3 separate regions of the Mus musculus genome follow, and regions 2 and 3 are each linked to region 1. Evidence: chromatin contacts called from public promoter capture Hi-C data. All regions are on one chromosome and are shown on one strand. Each heading gives the region's core, a stretch centred on a gene start, on an enhancer-like site or on the middle of the called end of the contact. The rest is flanking DNA. Distances are from core to core; before and after follow the strand shown.

Region 1 (4,802 bases), core at 1,297-3,796:
CTAGTCAGCTATGTTGCTGCTGTCTATAAGATTTCCTGGGGCTTTCTTGTGGGCACCTTCTCTGCTTTATAACTGTAGCTATCTGTCTGCCTTCCCTTTAGCTGAAGTCTTTCATGTCCATCTTCCTGGCAAGCATCAATCTGGATGACCTAAATCTCTGAGGCATCAGGACCAACATCCCTTACCTTTTCTTCCCAGATTCTCTAAGCCTCTTGATGTTCCTGTTTGCTATCATTTTCTGGCCACTAACTCTTGATCTTTATACAGCTGTATCAAGAGATGAAGAACCAACTCACTTGCTAGGAACTAAGATTTTGCTTCAACTATCTCTCATATTAGTCCCAAGTAATGGAATATAATACTAGTATCTTTACCTTGTTTCAGTAAACCTTGTTGCTAGAGAAATAGACCTGACCATTCAAGATTAAGATTTCTCAGACTAATGTGTATATAAATCACACAGTGATCTATTACAAGGCAGGTGCTTAGTAGGTTGGGAGGTACTTGATTCTGGAGGTCTAACGTGGTTCCAAGTGATAATGCTGTTAGGCGAAGAATACACACACACACACACACACACACACACGCACACACGCACACACGCTCCCCAAAATGGTCTCAATATAATTTCCAACCCCCATTCTTCTTGCTGTCTTAAGTCCACCATCTATCAGAATTCTACCCATTTTTAAGAACCAAATCATTCTGTCACAGCCATTTCTTATCTATAAACCTACCTCATCCCTTGCCTTACACAGCATACACCAGCAAACTGTGCATCACCCATGACAGTTCCTTTGTACTGCTTTCTACTGTTCATTTGAACCGCCCTACAGTTAGGACCTTCTGCTTCATCCCGATTGCTGGATTGACTGCGTATTCCTTCCAAGAGCAGAGGCTTCCTGCTCTACCTCCATAACCCCAGGGGTTCTGCTCAGCTTTAGAAAGTCCCTGCTGCTGCAGGTGTGTGTTCTAAGGAAAACAGAATAGTTCTCTCTACTTCGTGTAATTTACTCTTCACAGCTGTTTCACTCATCTAGGAGAGTTCATACATTCGCAAATAGATGAAATTGTATTCTTTATTACTTAAACATTCTTAAATATAACTATTCAAATGGTGTATGGAGAATTTTAGGGCTTGCCCTGTTTATTTCTGGTAATCACTGGGTACCTAGATCAAGGTTCTGATACTTTTTATAATCTATAACTACTATGTTACAAACTTAGATATGTTCTAATTTAGATGCAGCTCTTAATTTACCTAATGCTCTTTTAGCATTCTTTCTATTAAATAGTGCCACTTTCTCCACACATGCTATCTGAAAAATACTTTATTAAAGTATTTTACATTCTGTGCAGACTTTGAAAATTGCTTTAAAACTTGTCTCTTGAATTTGTATGTTTATAAGGCTAAGAAATCCAACTGAAATAAACTATGCTAACCCCCTTTAAATATCAAAAAGCTGCTAGGATAAAAGAACCCAAGCACACTCCTTAAACTTTAACCTCTAAGTGTGTTCGGAGCTCTTGAGAGTGCTTGTTCTTACCCAGAAAAGGTCTGGTTTAGTAAAACCGGGGCGGAGCCTAGAAAACTGTCCATTTAACCAGCATCCCCCTGGTAATTCTGATGCAGGTGTTCCCGCATATCTCAATTAGAGAAACAGAAAATCAAAACCCTCGACCAGGAGCCACAACAGACTTGTATTTGAAGGATAAATGTAGGCATCTCTTTTGAAAGTCGTTTTACCTGTCGCAACAGAATCAGGACAGAACGAGTCAAGTATTTGGGAATGGGAGTGTAAAGTGCATATGGTTAAAGCCCGAAAACAATGAAAGCGGGGAAGTGACTTTCTTCCCTAAGCCGGGTGTTGCATTCTCCAGGCATCCCTCATCCTCCTTTAAAGATGCTGTTGCCCTCCCACAGCCAGGACCAGGCAGGCGCTCAGAGTGGGACAGGAAGGTGTCGCGGCTCTCTGCTTTGTCCGCAGTCACTCGCATCCCTGCGAGAGGTGCCCCGACCCTAGTTCCCAACCTCTCACCTGCCGCGAGGCCGCAGTTCCACGTCGTCATCGGGCTCCGTCGCGCGTGACTCCGGTTCGCCAGCGGCAGCCGGCAATGCCTCGGCGTCCTCCACGGTCACTTCGGCCGTTGCCACCGCAGGCACCCGCGCGGCCGAAGTCGGGGCGGCCGCTGCCCCTAAGCCAAACACTGTCTCCGACGCGGGAGCAAGCAAACTGCGGGCGGGCGCGACCGCCGAGATCCCCGCCGCGCAGCCCAGCAGCAGGAACAGAAGCAGCAGCAGCGCGCGCGGCCCGGGCCGGGTGGCGCGCTCCATCAGCGGCCCGCCCCACGCGCGGGCATGGAGACCCTGCCGTCGGCGCCCGCCCGTCTCGCCGCTCGGAGCCTCGGAGCACTGCGAGCGCGCGCCACGGACCCCGCCGCCTCTCGACTTCGCGCCGCAGCAGCAGAGCTGCCCGGCCACGTCTCAGCCACTGCCACCTGAGTGACAGCCTTGTGCAGACATCGCCCATTGAGCGAGGGTTCCGTGCGTCTGCTCTGCGATTGGTTGCGCGCCTTGCCACTCCGAGCCAGGCAGACGCGTTCCTTGTTGTCAACATTATACCTACCAATCAAATTGTAGTTTTCCCTGTGGCAGTCCGGCCCTTTTCCGGGAACGACGGCCAATGAGAAATGCCCCTCCCCAGAGTCTTCTTAGGCGATTGGTGAATCATTTCAGTTCCCTAATGCCACTTCTGGAACGGATTGGTCCATTCCCTGATTGGCCTCGCCCCTCAAAGTGAGGCGCTGGGAAAAGCTTGGAGATTATTGGTGAAAGTGGATGCTCCTCAAAGGCCTGAGCTAACTGCTTCTTGATTGGTTGGAAGCGGCACTTAGTACGTGGCCGATTCTGAGTGTGAAGAGGACCGTCCCCTGTGAAAGGAAGAAGAGTGGAAAGGAGTCCCGGGTGGCCGGGAGGTGGCTGATCTTAAAGGGATAGATGCTTTTGCTATTCCCAAGCCGAATTTATTTGGAAAGAAGGGATGAGAGTTGGGGGAAAGTGACTGCACAGGTCATGTGTCCTTAGAAGTTCAGGAGTTGCCCAATTTGTGGCTAGGAAGGTATTAAGAATTACAATTACAGCTTTGATAGAGATGACAGTGATCTGTAGAACAGATAACCCAGAGCGCCCGGAACGCCTCTTAACCTGTTTATAAAGGAGGATCCCAGGCCTGGCGCACTTGAAGTAATCTGCACAAGGTCACACAGTCACAAAAATTTATTAAGTCTCCCGGTTGGTTTGGCATGCTTTACACTGCCCTCAGGAGAAATAGAACGACAACGACCAAAGTGGGGAAGGTTCAAATGTTTGACCAAAGCGTTTAAAATTCTCTTAAAGTAGTTGCGAATACCCTGAAGATTTCAGAGCTGGTGTGTGGAAGAGTAAGAAGTTGCATCCTTCAGCAGTGTACTCAGAACACCAACCAAACACTGGGAAGATTTTTAATGATGTTGGCAGTTTGTGTACGCTGGTCTCCATCTGCATGAAGCACACTTAATTTCCACTCAGCCCCAATCCCTATAAACCCATTTCTCCCTTTAGTTCTCACCACATTCCTTCTCTCTTCTGTACAACAAATCTCTAAAGCGCCTTGTCTTCCTGTCCTCTCTCATCTCACACACACTGCACAGGCATTAGTATTCCTCAGCTCCACCCAGATTGCTCTGATTCACTCACATGGTTTTAATAAATTCGAAGAGGAGTCCCGTTTTTCCTCCTAAGTGTCCTCCACTGTGGAACTCAGCCTTTCCTCTATGAGACATTTTGTCCCTTGTTTTCCTGCTTCCCTACAGGGCAGGATATGACCTTCAACTTACCCTGTGTTGCTTAGGATGAAAGCCAAGGACCGGAAGTTCTTGCCCTGTATATTAATTCTCCAGGGCTGTCATAGCAAATTCCCTCTAGCATATGTGTTCTAGAGGCTAGAATTCCTCCATCGGGAGCCATCAGAATCGAGTTCTTCTGAGGCCCCTTTTGGTTTGTTAGATGGCTACTCTATTGCTTCTTCATGTGAACTTTCCTCTGCTCATATGGTCCCTTTCTCTTTTTATTTATTTTTAAAGATTCCATTTTAAGCTCGTATGTATACTGGTACTGTTGTGTCTGGAAGAAACTCTTCCCTTGGAGTTACCTGCTACCTATGACTCTGACAATCTTCCCATCTTTTCTGTGCAAAACACAGCCTTGTGGGGAGAGGTTTGATACAGATATCCTATTTAGGACTGAGAGCTCCAGAGTACCCAACTTTCTGTATATTGTTCAGTTGAGGATCTCTTTGTTAATTTCTGTCTTTATTGCAAGAAGCCGCTTCTCTGATGAGGGTGAATGGTGCTCTACTGACGATATAGCAATATGTCATCAGTAGTCGCTTTATTGCTATGTCCTTATAACAATAATAATAGTAGATTTGCCCCTAAGTATGTGACTGTCTAGTTTCAGGTTTTCACTACAATGTCAGCATCAGCTATGGGTTCTACCTTATGGAGTGGGCCTTAAATCCAATCAAAAAGTGATTGGCCACTCCCAGAACATCGGTGCCACTAATGTGTACATGGACTCAACAGAAACTGACAGCATACAAAAGATCTGCACAGGCTGGAACCAGACCAAAACCCAGCACTGACAGTGGTCGGTGGATACAAAGTCCCGCCCCTAAGCAAGACACTATTTGCAAGATAACTGCTGGGAAAGGGAAAATTAGTTTTCTCCAATGGAGTTTCACTGGGTAGTACATCAGCCACAC
Region 2 (4,802 bases), core at 1,179-3,678, 3.9 Mb after region 1:
GGTTCTACCTATTATCATTTATCAAGTAACCTGCTGTGTAAACTAGATTAAAAAGAAAAGTGATCATTCTAAGCCCTTTATGTAGGTTAGTTTCAGTCTGTTTTTTTCAAAGACTAATTGATACACTTTCATCAAAACACTACAAGTAGAGACCACTGTTACTCCTGCTTACAAATCGGATTGAAAAGGGCTAAATAACATTCTCATCCTGGAGTGTCTGACAAGAAAGCCTACACAGCAAACCACTGTTAAGTACCTTCCCCTCTCAGTCAAGCTCAGAAAACTACTTCTAGAACTTCACCTTCCTATAAGGCTTACACTAAAATGAAACAAACAACAGCAAAAGCTAGTTAAAACACAGCGTAGTAAGTGAGATCGTTCTGACTTTTTTTTCCTACTAGAGAGAGGTTTGGAATAAAAATTATTGGGCATTAGCTAACTTTTTTCTGAAAAATTTTTTTTTTTACTGTGGGGCCCTTTGCTCTCATCACCTGAACGCCATGTGTGTTCTGTAACCTATGACAACAGCAACCCAACTGTCAAGAGATTTGTCTTTCAAATAAGCTCAGAGCTTTCTGCACCTCCTCTGTATACCACACTTGTCGTCTCCTGAGAAGCACAGATCCTTATTCTTATAGGGTTCTATACAAATCTAAGAGCTGCACACTGTGCTGGGTTCTACACAGTAACGTGCTTGTGCTCAATCCAGCTGCATTGTACTTAGTGTTCAGCATTCACTGGACTTCACCCAGGACTTTATGGTGCTGGCTGACTGTTAAGAGAGGCAAAGGATCTGAATATTTTATCTAAACGCCCACTTAGCAATCTACAATTGATTGCTTTTTAAAATGTGGTGGGGAGGAAAGAGGTGATCAGTGGGAGGGGCTTGAAAGAGAGGGTAAGGGGGTACACGTGTACGAAACAGACAAAATATAGAGAAAATATAAAAATATGTGAGGACCATATGCTTATTTATTGGAAAATGACCCTGCTGACATATACATTTTTGTTCTAAAAGGGGAGGGTGGCCCTCCTTTCTTGAAAGTGACTGCTTGATCATAGTAAATTTAACCTTACTGTTCTCCAGTGACTGCTTTCCCAGCTTCCCTGGGGAAGGGCTGGAATCCGGAGGTAATTTACATCCATGGTTTGAAGTGCCAAGCAATGGTGCAGCAGGGTGACCAGCACTCTCAAAACACAGCCAAGCTATTGCTTTAAACATTGAGAACACACAGACACAGAGCCTGGCTCTGACAACATCCAAAAGATTCATTATAGACAATCTATTCAGGAGACGCTACGATCGCCCCAGGAAATATAAACAGTGTCTAAAGAGCAGTGGGGAGAGGAAATAACTGACCGGAATGAGACGAATCATGTGAAGTCCGTCCAACAAGGCCTAAGACATCCCCAGTGTTTCCACTTGGAGCTGCGTTTAAACGTGCCCTGGCACATGGGCACAGATCTCCCCTCCAGCTCAAGCGTGGGGCTGCGTCCTTTCCTACCCACTTGTTTGTGCACAGCCACGCCCGCACAGGAGGACCACGAGACCACAGGCCTCGGCAGATCCTTCCAGCTGATTTCCAGTTGCTTAAAGTTTAACAAGAATCACGGCTCCCTTTGTGAAAGTTAAGTCAAGTTTACAAGGCATCCACAGACTTAAAAGGATAAACGAGTGTCAGGAGACACTAGCAATGGCGTCTTAAAATGAAGTTTAATTGACAGGCCCTAACTAAAATAAAGAGGAGTTTTTTAAACCCACGGGCTAAGCTTCAGGCGCTACATTTAAAAAAAAATATAAAAAAAGCACACAAGGCTCAAGTTTGAACTCCGACCTTCCTGTTCCAGTCACCGCCGCAGGGTCCCTCGTGAAGTGTCACCCGAATTCTCTCCACGATCAGCTCCTTACCCGCCGCCACCCCCCTGTGAAGACCCAGTACCGAGGCTGCCAACCCACGCGCGTCTAGAGATCGGAGGAGGGGCGTGCGTGGCGGCTCCGACCGGCTCCTCCCGCACCACCGCGACCTGGCGGCTTTTCCCGGGCCTTCCTCCGGCGGGGCGAGGCCGAGCGAGGCAGCTACGGAGACCCAGCCTCAGGGGCCACTCGCGCCCCAGCGGGCTCTCGCGTCTGTGGGCCCCGGCTGGCCTCGCTCCCACTCCCCTTCCGCGGCCCAGAGCGCCCGCAGCACGCGCTTCCTTCCTCCGCTCCCTAGCTCCAGCCCGCTGCCAGCCCGCGGGACCCACAGGCGGCCCCGAAGTAGCGGCGACCGCCCCGCCCCGTCCGGTCCCGGCGCTACCTTGGCACTCACTCTTCGCCGTCGTCGCCGCCGCCGCCGCTGCTGCCGCCGCCTGGGAGTCCGGCTCTCCGCGCTCCCGGGACCGCCCGACCTCTCCTCCCTACTCCGCTCCAGCTCCTCCCCTCGCGCGTGGGCGGGGCGCACGGCCCGGTGGGCGGGGCTGTCGCCGCCACCCCCTCCGCTCTGGCCCACGGGCATGGGACGTGGTCGCCGCGCCCAACTGCGGCCGTCGGGGGTCAGGACACGCGTGCCCGCGGCTGGGTTGGTGCAGCTCGCTGCGGTGCGGTGGGCCCGGGCAACCACGCGAGGCCACCACCATACATCACCACCAGGACCACACACCGCAGTCCCCAGGCTGCGAAGATGAGCTCTGCCAAACCCCACACAAAAGTGGGGCTCTGATCCAGAAAGGTCTGAGGAAACGGCCACCGTCATATTTAAAGGACTCTGGGGCAACAGGGAGGTTGTTTCCCAGAAATGGAGGTAAAGCCAGATTATTGAATGTCCCAGACCGGACAGAGTACTGCATAATAAATTAATTGGACAGGTTGTTTTTTTGTTTTGTTTTGTTTTGTTTTGTTTTGTAAGCATTTAGAGTTTGGCAGGTTGAAGGGCTAGTTTTGCTTCCACAAAAGCTGCTTACAGCCATTCAACAAAACGAAGCACCTGTTGTGTGGGGTCAAGCATTATGCTAAATGTGATAGGAGATACCATCAACCTGAGGGGGACTTGCTTAAGTCCTGTAGAGATGGATGTACAGAAATGGTAACACTCAGCAGTTGGCTAGAGTACTCCAAGGTGTGAGTCACTAATAATCATCGTGATCTCTTTTTAAAATGATGCTACTATTGGGTGAGAGCAGGGGTCAGTAATTGGACTCAGTGCCAAGGAAGGGAGGGAGGGAGGGAGGGAGGGAGGGAGGGAGGGAGGGAGGGAGGGAGGGAAGGAAGGAAGGAAGGAAGGAAGGAAGGAAGGAAGGAAGGAAGGAAGGAAGGAAGGAAGGAAGGAAGGGGAAGGAAGGACGGTGGGAGGGAAACATGTTGGGGGTTGGGGGTGGCAGAGTAGGAGGGGAAGTTGGGTGTGATCAGGATACCTGTATGAAATTGTCAAAGAATAAATAAAATATATTATTTAAAAGATCAAACAGAAATAAATAAGTACTAGCATTGGATGAGGATGCACTGTTGAGTGGGTCTTGGGGATGCTGGGATCTAGGTACTGAATCCCACTGAAGGCTTTAAATTCACTCCTGTTTGCACTCTTACTCAAGAATGCCTTGCTTGGCCAGTGTGGTCTGAGCAGCCTCCAGAGGATGTTCTTGTTGAGGTACAAACCACAGCCTGCCTTTTATTTCCTACTTTCTACAGTGTTAGGAAACACTTGGCTGATTCAGATCGTGACAGTTTGAAGATGCACCCTAAACAGAATGGCCAGACACAAGAATGGACTATTATGGTTGTGATTTCCACCTCTGGATCATTATATAGCCCAGTTAAGTACTTCATGTACTTTTAATTTTTCTCTCACTAATCTGTGGCAAAAACAAGCAAAGTGGCTCGTTGAAGAATGTCTGGCTTCTCAAATTGTATCCACCGATTAGTCTTTAAACAGTTATCTGCATATGGAGAGAACAGAAATCCAGTATCATGTACAAACTTGTGCAGAAATTGTCTATTGCATCAAGTTGTTTGAAATATGGTCTTTTATTTTATCTCCCCTCACACATTATTCATTTTTTATTTCTTTTCTGTACTAAAATGTCAGCCTGCAACAAATTAACAATAAAATACAGTTAATCATTTATACCCACAGGGGTCTGCATCCTCAAATTCAACTACAGATTGAAAGTATTTGAAAATAAAATTGAGTCTGTCATAAATAAGTATATTCTTTGTCTTTATTTCATTTATAATGCAGTATAACAAAACTAATATTTACATTGTACAGGACTAGATAATTAACAATCTAGGAATAACTAAAGCATTATCATATGCAAAATGTAGGTAAGTTATATGCAAATACTATGTCATTTGTATGAGAGTTTTCTATCCTTGGATTTTAGTATATGAATGAAGGACAGCCCTGGAACCAATCCCCTGTGGGCACTGAGGGACAGCTGTACTACAGAGGGTTGGGAGGTTCTGATCATAGTAGCCAAAAGGCAAAACGGTAAAAGGTAACATTTAACCCGTACTTCCTGTGCGGCAGATGTTGCTTTAAGAGTCTTACATGTATTAAATCTTTTCATTCTCCTAGCAACCCTAGCATGTAGGCACAGCAAAGTTAACCCAATGAAACTGAAGAGATAGGTTTTAAGTGCAGGTTGCTTAAACAGATTATGCTTTTAACCATGATTCTGGACCCGCTTCCTGAACTTTGATGACTCACATTCCATCTCCACGTGGCTGTGCTTCCTATTGCATGCATACGTATATACATGCAAACATACATACATACAAATACATGTATGTAGTAGTATATTTACAAGGTATATAATATATATAT
Region 3 (4,802 bases), core at 1,239-3,738, 3.8 Mb after region 1:
TGAGCCAACTCCCCAGTCCCAAGGGATTCTTTAACAAAGCATCGCCATTTAAAGCTTTAAGGCGTAAGTATGAGGTACACAGCACCCAGGGTAAGTCATACACTGACATTTGCTCCTTTACTCAACTTTTGTCTCTTGGGGACATCTCCAATAAGTGAACTAGAAAACCAACCTATAAATTATCCATTAAGTTAAGATTAAGAGAATTTGAAAATATTTTGTCCACAAGAATAAAAACTTGCCGGGTATGGTGGCGCACGCCTTTAATCCCAGCACTCGGGAGGCAGAGGCAGACGGATTTCTAAGTTCGAGGCCAGCCTGGTCTACAAAGTGAGTTCCAAGACAGTCAGGACTACACAGAGAAACCCTGTCTCGAAAAACCACCCCTCCCCCCGCAAAAAAAATCTTAAGGATAACTCACATGTACCTCTGCAAAATTTACTTCTGTAACTGTAAGCTACCCAGTGACCTCAATATTAGCACTGTTAAGAATGCAAGCATATGGGCTGCAATTTCACCACTCTCCGTGACTAGTAGGTTCAGGCAATGCTTTTGTATTTACTGAATAAGCTCATAAAACAAAGAGAGTTTTGAGCTATCCAGTAAAAGTTTGCATTAAAAATTGTTTTTACTTTGTAACTCCTGCTTGCAGTTACGAGGGTTTGCCTTCTACCTACAAGTTGCTATTATCTCAAAGGTGAAATTTGAGCACATGGCTAAAATGTACTACAGTTACAGCTTCATGATTCAGCTTCAGTAATTCAGAGTGAGCTCATAGACAGTAAAGGTGGTGTCATACTCTTCTGCCTGTGATGGGACGCTCAGGGAACATCGTGAGCACCTCGAATTTCCATGATGGCACCTCTGAATACCACAGAATTTCTCTCTTAGCTCTTACTTGATCAGAAGGAGCCTTCTTCAGGAAGGATTCTAAGAACGGTGAATTTGGCTCGTTAAACATGCGATCACCAGCTCCCCACCTTACATGGAGTAGGCAGAAATTTCACCAACTTTTTGTGGAAAAGATTCCAACTTGGTACTGTGCCACCACTACACACAAATGCGATTTTTTTTTTTTTTTTCTTCTCCCTGGAGTTTCAAATTCTCACAACCAACCAAAACCAAATCAAACCAGCCATCAGGGCACCAAAAGACTACTACTGGGAATAAGCAGGTTTACCTGAAACTTGCATATAAACACTGAAGCAAGCTTTGCCCGGCATGTCTGGACACTTAAAAATATGCTTACTAACAACAGCTAGACTGGAGTGCATTAATCCCTGGAAGTAAAATTTAAAAAGCAGCCCCTTAACACAAAGGGCACGAAACGACAATCAAAAGATGTCCACAACCAGAAAAACAATTGGCAGGCTGTTTCAGTCAGAGCTGAGGACACTTGAACCACTGCAAAGCCCTCCGCACCAGAAGGCTCCACAAACTACCTAGAGCTGGCTCAGGACCCCACCAACCGGGTTTCAGCACCACCTTCGTCCCGTGGGCTCCCTCCCGCGTAGCTCCGCCCCTTTCCGCTCAACTCTGCCTTGCTTTGGTGGAGCGAGGGTCTGGGTGTCAACGTCTGCTAATTTGCATAACCCAATGGCCTGACTGCATGCAAATGAAGCTGGACCTGGTTGGCTGAGGGCTAGCCCCATATCTCCGGAATCGGGCCCTTTGTCCTCCAGTGGCCCCGAGGCAGCAGTGCAGAGTTCCCCAGCGAGGCTAGGCGAGCAGCCGGCCGGCCGGAGCGGAGAAGGGAGGGTGGGAGCGAGCGCAGAGCCGGCGCCGCGCACTGTGGGGGCCAGGAGCAGCCCGCGCGCCGAGGGAGGGACTCGCACTTGCAATATGACTTTGGAGGAATTCTCGGCTGCAGAGCAGAAGACCGAAAGGTAAGTGTGCCTGCCGACTCGGTGGCCGCCGCCCCTCCCGCCTCGCGTCCGGGGACCCGGCTGACCCGCTCTCACCCTGCCGCCCGCAGGATGGACACGGTGGGCGATGCCCTGGAGGAAGTGCTCAGCAAGGCTCGGAGTCAGCGCACCATTACGGTCGGCGTGTACGAGGCTGCCAAGCTGCTCAACGTGTAAGTGGCCCGCGTTCCCCGCTCGCCCACCCACCCGCCTCTACCCCGCGCCCCCCTGAGCGTATGCAACTCACCGCTGCCCCGCTGCCCGCAGAGACCCCGATAACGTGGTACTGTGCCTGCTGGCTGCTGACGAAGACGACGACCGGGATGTGGCTCTGCAGATCCATTTCACCCTCATCCGTGCGTTCTGCTGCGAGAACGACATCAACATCCTGCGGGTCAGCAACCCGGGTCGGCTAGCTGAGCTGCTGCTACTGGAGAACGACGCGGGCCCGGCGGAGAGCGGGGGCGCCGCGCAGACCCCGGACCTGCACTGTGTGCTGGTGACGGTAAGAGACCCGGGGCTGCAGCCCAGAATCTGCTGGGGTGGACCTTGTCCGAGCTGAACGCTGATCTCGCGGGGGTTGTGATAGGGTACGGAGCGTGTCTAAGCTCGTGGGTGGCCTCCAGCGGCGGAAGATATCCCTGTGAGTCAGCAAGCTGCCCAGCTGCTACCTCTGCTTACCTCTGCACAACCTCGCGTGGCTAATTCTTTGAGCAGAACAGATTAGATAAAGCCAAATAAATTCCCGGTTTACCCTTCGTTAAGAAGTTAGCTTCATTCTTCATTTGCTGTCAAAGCTAAAGGTAGAAGTGGTGTAGGAGACAGACCTTATTAATTCCCTGGATATAGATAGATACTCTGAAGTGTACCGAGTGGAATTCTTTTCTTTGCTGCTCTTGAGTTTGTTTAAACGAGCTCCCTCCTCCCCACCGCTTAAAAATGTGTGGTGGGTTGATAGTGTTTTCAGAAAGAACCGTGCTGTCTAGGTCTTCTGGTTTTTTGTTTTTGTACTCTTTCTCTTCTGACTTGTGTAGGGAAGTGACTGCCTGGTTACTTGTTGCTGCCAGTAAAATGTGCTATTCATCGTCAGGGAAGATAAGAGTTCAGCAGCTGCCTGCCCTGCAGCCCTCACCGTGCACACAGCCTGAGAATGCTTTTCAGGAGTCTTTTACTTATGACCCACCAGGGTACATGCTTGGAAGGGAGGTCTTAAGAATGGTAACCTCATGCAGAATGGGGTAGTTAATATGCAAAACTCTGTGTAGTTCCGTGCACGTTACAGGTGTTTAGACTATGCTAGATGCTGTTTTTAACAGAATGTTCGGGGTTTGGCCCTTTCAAAAGTAGCACAATTAGTAGCAGAAGCTGATTATTTTCCGGGGAAGTAATTTTTTCAAAATCTGTTCACAGAACCCACATTCATCACAATGGAAGGATCCTGCCTTAAGTCAACTTATTTGTTTTTGCCGGGAAAGTCGCTACATGGATCAGTGGGTGCCCGTGATTAATCTCCCGGAACGGTGATGGCATCCGAATGGAAATAACTGAACCAAATTGCACTGAAGTTTTGAAATACCTTTGTAGTTACTCAAGCAGTCACTCCCCACGCTGATGCAAGGATTACAGAAACTGATGTCAAGGGGCCGAGTTCAACTGCACGAGGGCTCAGAGATGACTTTGCAGAGGGAGAGAGAGGTGAGCCTGAAGAAGGAAGCTGCGAGAAAAGAGAAATCCAAGGCAAAAGGGACAAAAACTACAAAGCACTGCAAGAAAGAAAACTGCTAATTTAGGATGGCCAGGTTACTTTCAAATAAGCCAAATATTGCTTTGTTGAAACTTTAAATGTATAGCAATAGTTTGGGTATTTTTTTTCTTTTTTTTTTTTGGTCTTTATGCCCTCAAATAAAAGGAAAGTAAAAGAGGATTAATCATATTTTCAAGCCACAGTTTAAATGTATTTTGATGAGATGTTAAATTCTCAGAAGTTTTATTATAAATCTTACTAAGTTATTTTATGATGTGAAAGGTTATTTATGATAAAGTTTTTGAAGCACATTATCTAAAATAAACTGGTATGGAATAATTGTGTCATTTCTCAACGTGTGGTTTGTGTTTTACAATATTGATTATTGGACATTCTATTGAAGCTTTGCTGTATTTTACACTAGGCAGGAAGATGGTGGGGGGGGGCGGTTGTAGAGGGTCGGGGTAAGGAAAAAGGGAATATGGCAAGATTCACCTTGCAAAGTCTAAATTACAGTGAATGACTTAAATGCTATAATTAATTGCATGCAAAACGTGGAAGCAGAGAGGAGGGTTACCAAAGCTGCTTGAAGATGAGTGAAGCTTTTACTGAGGAAAAAACATTTCATTGGAGGCATCAAAGATCACAGCCTGCAGAGAGACCTACGAGGGTGTCTCTGCCTGCCTCTGGTGTAGGCAGATAAGTGAGAGAGGGTTGGAAAGGTGGGGGTTCAGCTCAGATGCTGACAGGAGTTCTTGCATCACCATTATGTATTTGAGCTTCTTTCTGTGAACTTGCCACAGTCTGCAGAAGGAAGTGACCTGGTCAGTGTTGTAGGTAGATAACTTGGGGAGGTATGGGGTAGTAAATAGGGTGAGTGGCTGGCTATACAGTACCAGCGTAAGGGAGAACCGTGGCAAAGGGCAGGTTTTGTCAAGTTGTAGCCTCTTCCCAGAGAATTTCCCCTACTGCTGTGAGAGGTCTGATTATGTCAGGGAAGAAGTGTCAGAGGAAAAAGAAGAAGAAAAGACTTCAGTAGAAGAAGCCTTTCTACTGTCTGGTTAGAAAGCACCTGGTAATTAACTGTAGCTGGGAGGCAGAGGCAAGGGAAGCAAAGGTGTGTGCTGAAGACAAAGCCTGGCAGAGCTATAGTC

What was found. Promoter capture Hi-C pulls out the DNA fragments that hold promoters and counts their contacts.
Region 2: a promoter capture Hi-C map of pre-B cells shows a contact between it and region 1. The contact joins the promoter of Gng12 here to the promoter of Eif2ak3 in region 1. A contact is called at or near these places in 2 of 39 promoter capture datasets (cranial neural crest and pre-B cells).
Region 3: a contact with region 1 is called in a promoter capture Hi-C map of pre-B cells. The contact joins the promoter of E230016M11Rik here to the promoter of Eif2ak3 in region 1. A contact is called at or near these places in 3 of 39 promoter capture datasets (cranial neural crest, maxillary cranial neural crest and pre-B cells).

What each region holds. Positions count from the first base shown.
Region 1 is chr6:70,842,259-70,847,060 of GRCm38.p6, reverse strand. Eif2ak3 (eukaryotic translation initiation factor 2 alpha kinase 3) reads right to left here and starts at 2,546. Exons shown (of 17, transcript NM_010121.3): 1 at 2,040-2,546. The coding sequence starts at 2,335.
Region 2 is chr6:66,894,023-66,898,824 of GRCm38.p6, reverse strand. Gng12 (guanine nucleotide binding protein (G protein), gamma 12) reads right to left here and starts at 2,428. Exons shown (of 5, transcript NM_025278.5): 1 at 2,298-2,428. 4930597O21Rik (a long non-coding RNA gene) reads left to right here. Exons shown (of 3, transcript XR_003956381.1): 2 at 1,808-2,780; 3 at 3,665-4,181.
Region 3 is chr6:67,034,285-67,039,086 of GRCm38.p6, reverse strand. It overlaps E230016M11Rik (RIKEN cDNA E230016M11 gene), which reads right to left and starts at 2,488. Exons shown (of 7, transcript NR_040278.1): 1 at 2,152-2,488. It overlaps Gadd45a (growth arrest and DNA-damage-inducible 45 alpha), which reads left to right and starts at 1,680. Exons shown (of 4, transcript NM_007836.1): 1 at 1,680-1,886; 2 at 1,976-2,077; 3 at 2,172-2,409; 4 at 3,315-3,991. The coding sequence starts at 1,843. The coding sequence ends at 3,428.